Linked DNA regions of Ovis aries: region 1 is linked to region 2. A link is a contact called in public Hi-C data. All regions are on one chromosome and are shown on one strand. The core of a region is the stretch at or near the end of the contact, and the rest is flanking DNA. Distances in the headings are between cores, read along the strand shown. Region 1 overlaps ACER3 (alkaline ceramidase 3). Region 2 has its middle 30 kb from the start of TSKU.

Evidence for each region. Hi-C and Micro-C count contacts between places; a contact is called where the count stands out from the background.
Region 1: a contact with region 2 is called in a Hi-C map of liver, with 4 times the contacts expected there. The contact joins two enhancer-like sites. A contact is called at or near these places in 9 of 16 Hi-C or Micro-C datasets (hypothalamus, liver, mesenteric adipose tissue and 4 more).

What each region holds. Positions count from the first base shown.
Region 1 is chr15:55,063,370-55,066,792 of ARS-UI_Ramb_v3.0, forward strand. All of the region lies in intron 1 of ACER3 (alkaline ceramidase 3), which reads left to right. Among named protein-coding and RNA genes, the nearest start is that of ACER3, 48 kb to the left of the region's middle. Within about 2 kb of position 1,377, at least 9 of the 54 cell types and tissues checked have an H3K27ac peak or open chromatin away from gene starts, as enhancers often do.
Region 2 is chr15:54,977,961-54,981,224 of ARS-UI_Ramb_v3.0, forward strand. No RefSeq gene overlaps it. Among named protein-coding and RNA genes, the nearest start is that of TSKU, 30 kb to the left of the region's middle. Within about 2 kb of position 1,416, at least 9 of the 54 cell types and tissues checked have an H3K27ac peak or open chromatin away from gene starts, as enhancers often do.

The DNA.
Region 1 (3,423 bases), core at 127-2,626, 85 kb after region 2:
TACCTCCTTACTGAAGCCCTTCTTGGGTTCCCTCTGTATACTGTTTGTGCTGTTTCATCCTGCCATTCACCGTTACTGGTTGCTTATCTGTTTGTCTTTCCTACTAAATTGTGTGTGTGTGTGTGTATATGTATGTATGTATGTGTATATATATATATATATATATATATATATATATATACACACACACATACATTTTCTCAGGACAGGAACCAGCGTTGTTAACCTTTCTTCCTATCTCCTGATTCAGTGCTTTGCCCATAAAAAATTCTTAGTGAATGTCTGTCAAATTGAACTTGCTTTGTGTTTATCACTTTTTAAAGTAAGACAGACCTGTATTGGTTTTTTGTTTTTATTCTGATATTTGTCTTAATTAAAAGCTGCTAAGGAGGGACTTCTGGTGCTTCAGTGGTTAAGACTTCGCCTTCCAATGCAGGAGGTACAGGTTCTATCCCTGGTCAGGGAGCTAAGATCCCATATACCTTGTGGCCAAAAAACCAAAACATAAAACAGAAGCAGTACTGTAACAAATTTAGCAAAGACTTTAAAAAAAAATAGCTGCTAAGGAGCACCTGTAACACACACACACACACACACACACACACACACACACACATATACATATATGTATATTTTAAACTTGGTGAATCAGAGTACTCAACTTTCCTTGTCTGGATTGGAAGACAGACTTTCTCCCTTGTGACAACTGTTCTGGAGCTGATTTAAGTACTAAGACAATTCCTGGGCAGCACTTAATTTTTAGCACAGCAAGATTGTAGAAGATCCCAGATAATGTTCCATGGATATTTCTCATATCAGAAATAATCTTTATAATGTGTTATTTGGTTGTATTTATTTTCATTATTTTAATTATTTAAATAGTATTTTCCTGTGTTTTATAGGTCAAGAAACTAAGACTTAAGCATAAATAAATTGCCAAGTTCACACAGAAAGTGGTAATAAGTATGTACAGAATGTTGCCTTCTATAATTGAGATTAAATGAGTTGATCTCCCCTTTCCCAGCTCCAAAGACTCTGAAGCTCTGAGAGTCTTTAGTATTATTTGAACACTTGGATAGGCAGTAAAATATTTGACAAAATGAACTTGCTTTGAGGAAGGTACCAGGTTGCTTTCAGGCTCAAACCGGTAACTGATTTCATCTAGCTCATTTGCTGACTGCTTGGGAGGGCTCCTTGGCAGTGGCAGTGAAGCAGTATAGATCACTTTTTCAGCTTCACCAGGTTTTAATGGTTCTATTTTTTCACCCTTAGCTCTGGGTGGTGGTTATACAATTGTAAATAAAGCTGAGCTCTAAATTGTCTACTCTTTTGTCCCAGGACTCATGTATTTTGCCCAGTTGAGGAGCCGTTTTAAGACTGCTGAGCACACTGCAGGCTCCACCTGCGGTCATGCTGAAGCTACTGCATCTTTGTTCAGCATTATTTCAAACTTAACTCTTTGGCACATTTCCTGTTTCCCCTGACCTTCTTTCTTATGCTTTAGATACTTGAGTTTTCTTATCATTTGCTAAAAGATGACTTTACCGATTAATAAATTTTGAAATTACTGAAATGTTGTCAGCCTCACCCATAATTTGTATTGAGAGGAGAATTCAAAGATACTGTGTTTCAGAGTATAAAAATACCATAGTTTTAGAGTTTAAAAAATCCCTTTTGTCCATATCCAAACAGGATTTCCTCTAGAAAAAAAAGATTTTTCTTACTTTAATGTTTTAGTACACTATTGTGTGGTATATGAATGAATCTCTAGTTTTATTTCTGGGGGGAAAAACCCTGTGTTTTAATTGAATTTTCTGAAAGCAGCTCAAGCTCAATTAAACTCTTAGTAGAAGAAATTTAGTCTTTATTTTCTATCATTTATTTATATTATTAATATTTTAATTTTAAATTATAAAAACAAGATAACCACATTGTAGAAAAAAAAAAACCCATTGCTTTACTATCTTAAAACTCTCTTACTTTGGTGCTTGGGGAACCATCACCAAGCATAGTTTGGCCCAGCAATAATAAACATATGTTTCGGTAAAAACATAGTTTTATAATTGTTATCAATAATAATTATCAGTATATTACCTCTTAGATCTAAATTCATCATTCATTGCTTGCTCTGTGGAAATGGACCTGTGCTGTTTAAATTTGTTTCCTTTGCCGACTAGCCAGATGTTAAATTTTGTCAGTAGAGGGCGCTGGAGAGATATTGCTAGAGGACGAGTTGCCCTTCCTGGTTCTGGTGTGCTGGCTTGGTGGCTTCTTAAGTGCCTGACCCTTGCAGTGTAAGTGTTCATCCATGCAGTGCCCAGATCCTGAAGCTTCCGTGGCTTCTCCAGTGCCAGCTCATTCACTACTGCAGTCAGCAGCTCCAGTGGCCATTAGCTTCCCACTCCAGGTGATCACTTTTCCCTGGCATCCTAGAGGGCAGATTAAGGACAAGTTCCGAAGGGTGTTTGATATTTACTCTTGCCATCTCCTGTTTGACCATTTCCAATTTACCTTGATTCATGGCCCTAACATTCCAGTTTCCTATGCAAAATTCAGACTTAAATTGAGGAAAGGAGGGAAAACCACTAGACCATTTAGGTGTGACCTAAATCAAATCCCTTACTATTATACAGTAGAAGTGACAGAATCAGGGGATTAGATCTGATAGACAAAGTGCCTGAAGAACTATGGATAGAGGTTCCTAACATTGTATAGGAGGTTGTGATCAGAACCATCCCCAAGAAGAAGATATGCAAAAAGGCAAAATGGTTGTCTCAGGAGGCCTTACAAATAGCTGAGAAAAGAAGAGAAGTGAAAGACAAAGGAGAAAAAGAAAGATATATCCATCTGAAGAATAGCAAGGAGAGATAAGAAAGCCTTCCTAAGTGATCAGTGCAAAGAAGTAGAGGAAAACAATAGAATGGGAAAGACTAGAGATCTCTTCAAGATAATTAGAGATAGCAAGGGAACAAAGATAGGCATGATAAAGGACAGAAATGGTATGGACCTAACAGAAGCAGAAGATATTAAGAAGAGTTGGCAAGAATATACAGAAGAACAATACAAAAAAAGATCTTAATGACCCAGATAACTACAATGTGATCACTCACCTAGACCCAGACATCCTGGAATGTGAAGTCAAGTGGGCCTTAGGAAGCATCACTATGAACAAAGCTAGTGGAGGTAATAGAATTCCAGTTGAGCTATTTCAAATCCTAAAAGATGATGCTGTGAAAGTGCTGCACTCAATATGCCAGCAAATTTGGAAAACTCAGCAGTGGCCGCAGGACTGGAAAAGGTCAGTTTTCATTCCAATCCCAAAGAAAGGCAATGTCAAAGAAAGCTCAAACTGCCGCACAATTGCATTCATCTCACACTCTAGTTAAGTAATGCTCAAAATTCTCCAAGCTAGGCTTCAACAGT
Region 2 (3,264 bases), core at 166-2,665:
CATTGGAAATACCCTGATGCTGGGAAAGATTGAAGGCAAAAGGAGAAGAGGGCTGCAGAGGATGAGATGGTTGGATGGCATCAGTGGCTCAATAGATATGATTTTGAGCAAACTCTGGCAGATAGTGAAGGACAGGGAAGCCTGGTGTGCTCTAGTCCACGGGGTCACAAAGAGTCAGACACGACTTACAAGAACAACTACAATCAGGGACCTGGGATAACAAAGGTGATCCAGGAGCTCTTGCTGTTTAGAGTTCTGGGACCCTCCTTTCTTCCCTTTTCATCCACTCATTCAGGCCTTCTTTCTTGGCCAAGCCCTGGGCCAGGCACTGGTGATAAATGAATCAGCCAGGGTACCACCCTCAGAAGTGTGCATGGTGGCAGGAGGGGCTAGGGGAGAACAGGGACGAATGTAGAAGAGTAAACTAACAATTGCCAATGATAACGAGACACTCAGGGGACTGTGGGAGAATCCAGAGACAGAACGCAGTCTGTGAGATACAAGGAAGGTGGAAGTGACCTTAGGTTAGGATTTGAAGAAGGAATGGGAGTTTGCCCTGGTGAAGAAGATGGGAAAGGACAGAGCCAACTTACAAAGCAAAGGCAAGGACGTGAGAAAGGGCCTCCCCGTCGTGGTCCAAGAAGAGCTTTCTAAAGATCCATGTGAAGACTGAAAAGCCTTCCTTCCTTGGAAGGAAGGGCCTGGAAGGAGCTGGCTGTGTTTGGAATACTCTGGGGAGACAACATTAGTAGGCGACAGAGAGGCTGGAATAAAAGGCCTTTCATGTTTTTCTAAAGTCTGAGATTCCAAGTTGACCCTGATTAAAAGGAGAACATAAGGTTATTTTCCCTCTGCACCCAAGAGGCAGTGTCATGTCTCTGGACTAAAGAAGTGTCTGGAGCCAAAGTCACAGGATTACCCAACTCCCAGTGGGATCTGTATCCCGCTGCAGCCAGCCTTCAACACGCACAGTCTCTCCTGCCCGGAGGGCCTTCATCTTCCCAGAATTGAGTTTTGGCTTCCCCTTCGCTTCTCCAAGGAGGGGCTGGGCGCTCCTGCCAGAGTGAGGACTTATGAAAGCAGAGGGGAAGGGCCCAGAAGGGCTCCAGCCAGCGGCCCAAGGTTGAGCTCCCAGCCAGCACCCTGACTAACCCCAGAGGACCCTCAGCAGAGATCCCAGAGATTCAGAACTGTCTCCTTCTGACACCCCATCACCAATTTCTCCCCTGTCCCCTGGAGGCTGGCATCCTCAAAACATGAGTATGGCTATCCCCATTAAACACAGTTCTCTTCTGCCAAGACTAGGAGCTTTTGGCTGCATTCTCTGCCCCCAATGACATTAGATGAGCAAACTGAATATCATCCTGGTTCCAAAATGATTCAGAGTGGGGAGGAGGAGGAATTGAGGGGTGTCTCCGGGAGACCAGAACTTTGTGATAACTCCAGAAAGAACAGACAAGGTCTGAGCTAGGGCTGAGGCCCAACGGAAGAGACTGTTGGGCGACTGGTGACTAATTGGATGGGGGGGTGGGGTGGGGGTGAGAGGCAGGGAGGGGATAGGATTGATTCCAGAGTTCTGGCTTGGCTGACAAGCTGGTGGAGGAAACAGAAGGAAAAACCAAGGGAGAGGGATGCATAGTGAGTTATTAATAATAAGATATGCCCATCATCTCTTTTAAAAATTTATTTTTTGCCCAGTAGGAAAAACACTGTAAATAACTTAGATGTCAATAGAGAGGAAGTTAAATAAACTGTTATATCCATACTAAGCAATATTATGAAATATGAAATATGAGGAAATAGTCACAATAATTTATGCTTTGGAAGGGAGTCATAAAAAAGTGTTACAGAGTAATTCTGTTTTTGTAAAAATACTGTTAGTGTTTATGTATGAATTTTTTTAAAAATTGAAATAGTAAACATCAAAATATTAAAAACAATTATCTCTTAATGATGAGTCACAGGGGATTTTTACCATCTTTATGTATTTCCCTCATTCCTTCTCTAGGAACAAAATCAAAGGTTACTAATCCATGTCCTCTCTATAAAGATACAGAGTCTGAACTGACGGTCCCTTAGAGCCATGCCAAAGGGTCTGAAGGTGCTTCTGCCCCGCACCCTGCGTGTTTTGTCACATGGAAAAGCAACTCCTGGGGCCCAGGCAGCAGCTGGGCGGCTACTTCTCTGGGTTGTGAATGGTGCAATCCTTCTGGAGTTTAGACCCTAGTCTAGGTGGGACAGAAGCCACTAATGAATTGCATCAGGATCTCTGGCTTAAGAGGGCGCTGGGGGTGTTCCTTCCAAGTGGATGAGGAGGACAGGGGTAAGATGCTGTTGGGCTGGGCCACAAGTTCATGACAGACATGAAGAAAACCACACTGAATGAATTGATGAAGGGGCGAGAGCAACTTTGTGAATCTTTTGGATACATTGGGAATTCTTTTTATCAATTGATGAGTGAATTAAACAGAATTATAAAGAGATTAAATCACCAAATACAAGTCACTATATGTTAGCTGCCCCAGATTAGTAGAGCTCAGTGCTAGTAAAATCTAAAGGGTGAGAGACACCCCTGAGCCCTCAAGATCCCCCTGAGTTCTGGAGTGAGAAGGCCTGTTCTTCTCTAATGGTGGGGCCCAGCCCACATGGGGTTCAGTTTCATTCCGCTAAGTGCAGAGAAGCGGGTGTAATCAGGGGCGGGGGGTGTCTCACTAGCTGTGTCTTGTCATGCCCCGGAGCTCACTAATCTCTCACTATTCCCCCCAGATTTCTACATGCCCAGGATGTCCTTGGATACTTGGCTGAAATTGGCAAAAAGCCCCTGACCTTTTTCTAGTAAAAGCATTATCAATGTTCTCTGATTAGAATGACAGCCCATTGTGTTTTTCTTCCTTTCCTGAAAACCTATTCATGGAGGAGCATGAGGATTTCAGAGTTGGTGATGACCTTGACAGCTTCTCCGACCACCCTGCCTGGGGAGGCCTCAGGCATTCAGTGGTATTTCCTGTGAGCCTCCTAAGAAGCTTCACGATTTCTAGACCCATTTCCATCTAATCACTCTAGCATCTTCTAAGCAGATGTAATTGCCGTTTCCTGGCAATTACTCTTTATCCTGCCTCCCTCTGCTCTGCATGGCTGTCATTTCTGGCCCCCAGTGCTGGCAGAGGTTTAGAATCAAACACTCAGTCAAGCGCTTGTGAAGGTCAGAGCTGCAGTGGTCCTGGGACGGCACGGTGTCCAATCCCCTCACAGGAGAGCTCATTT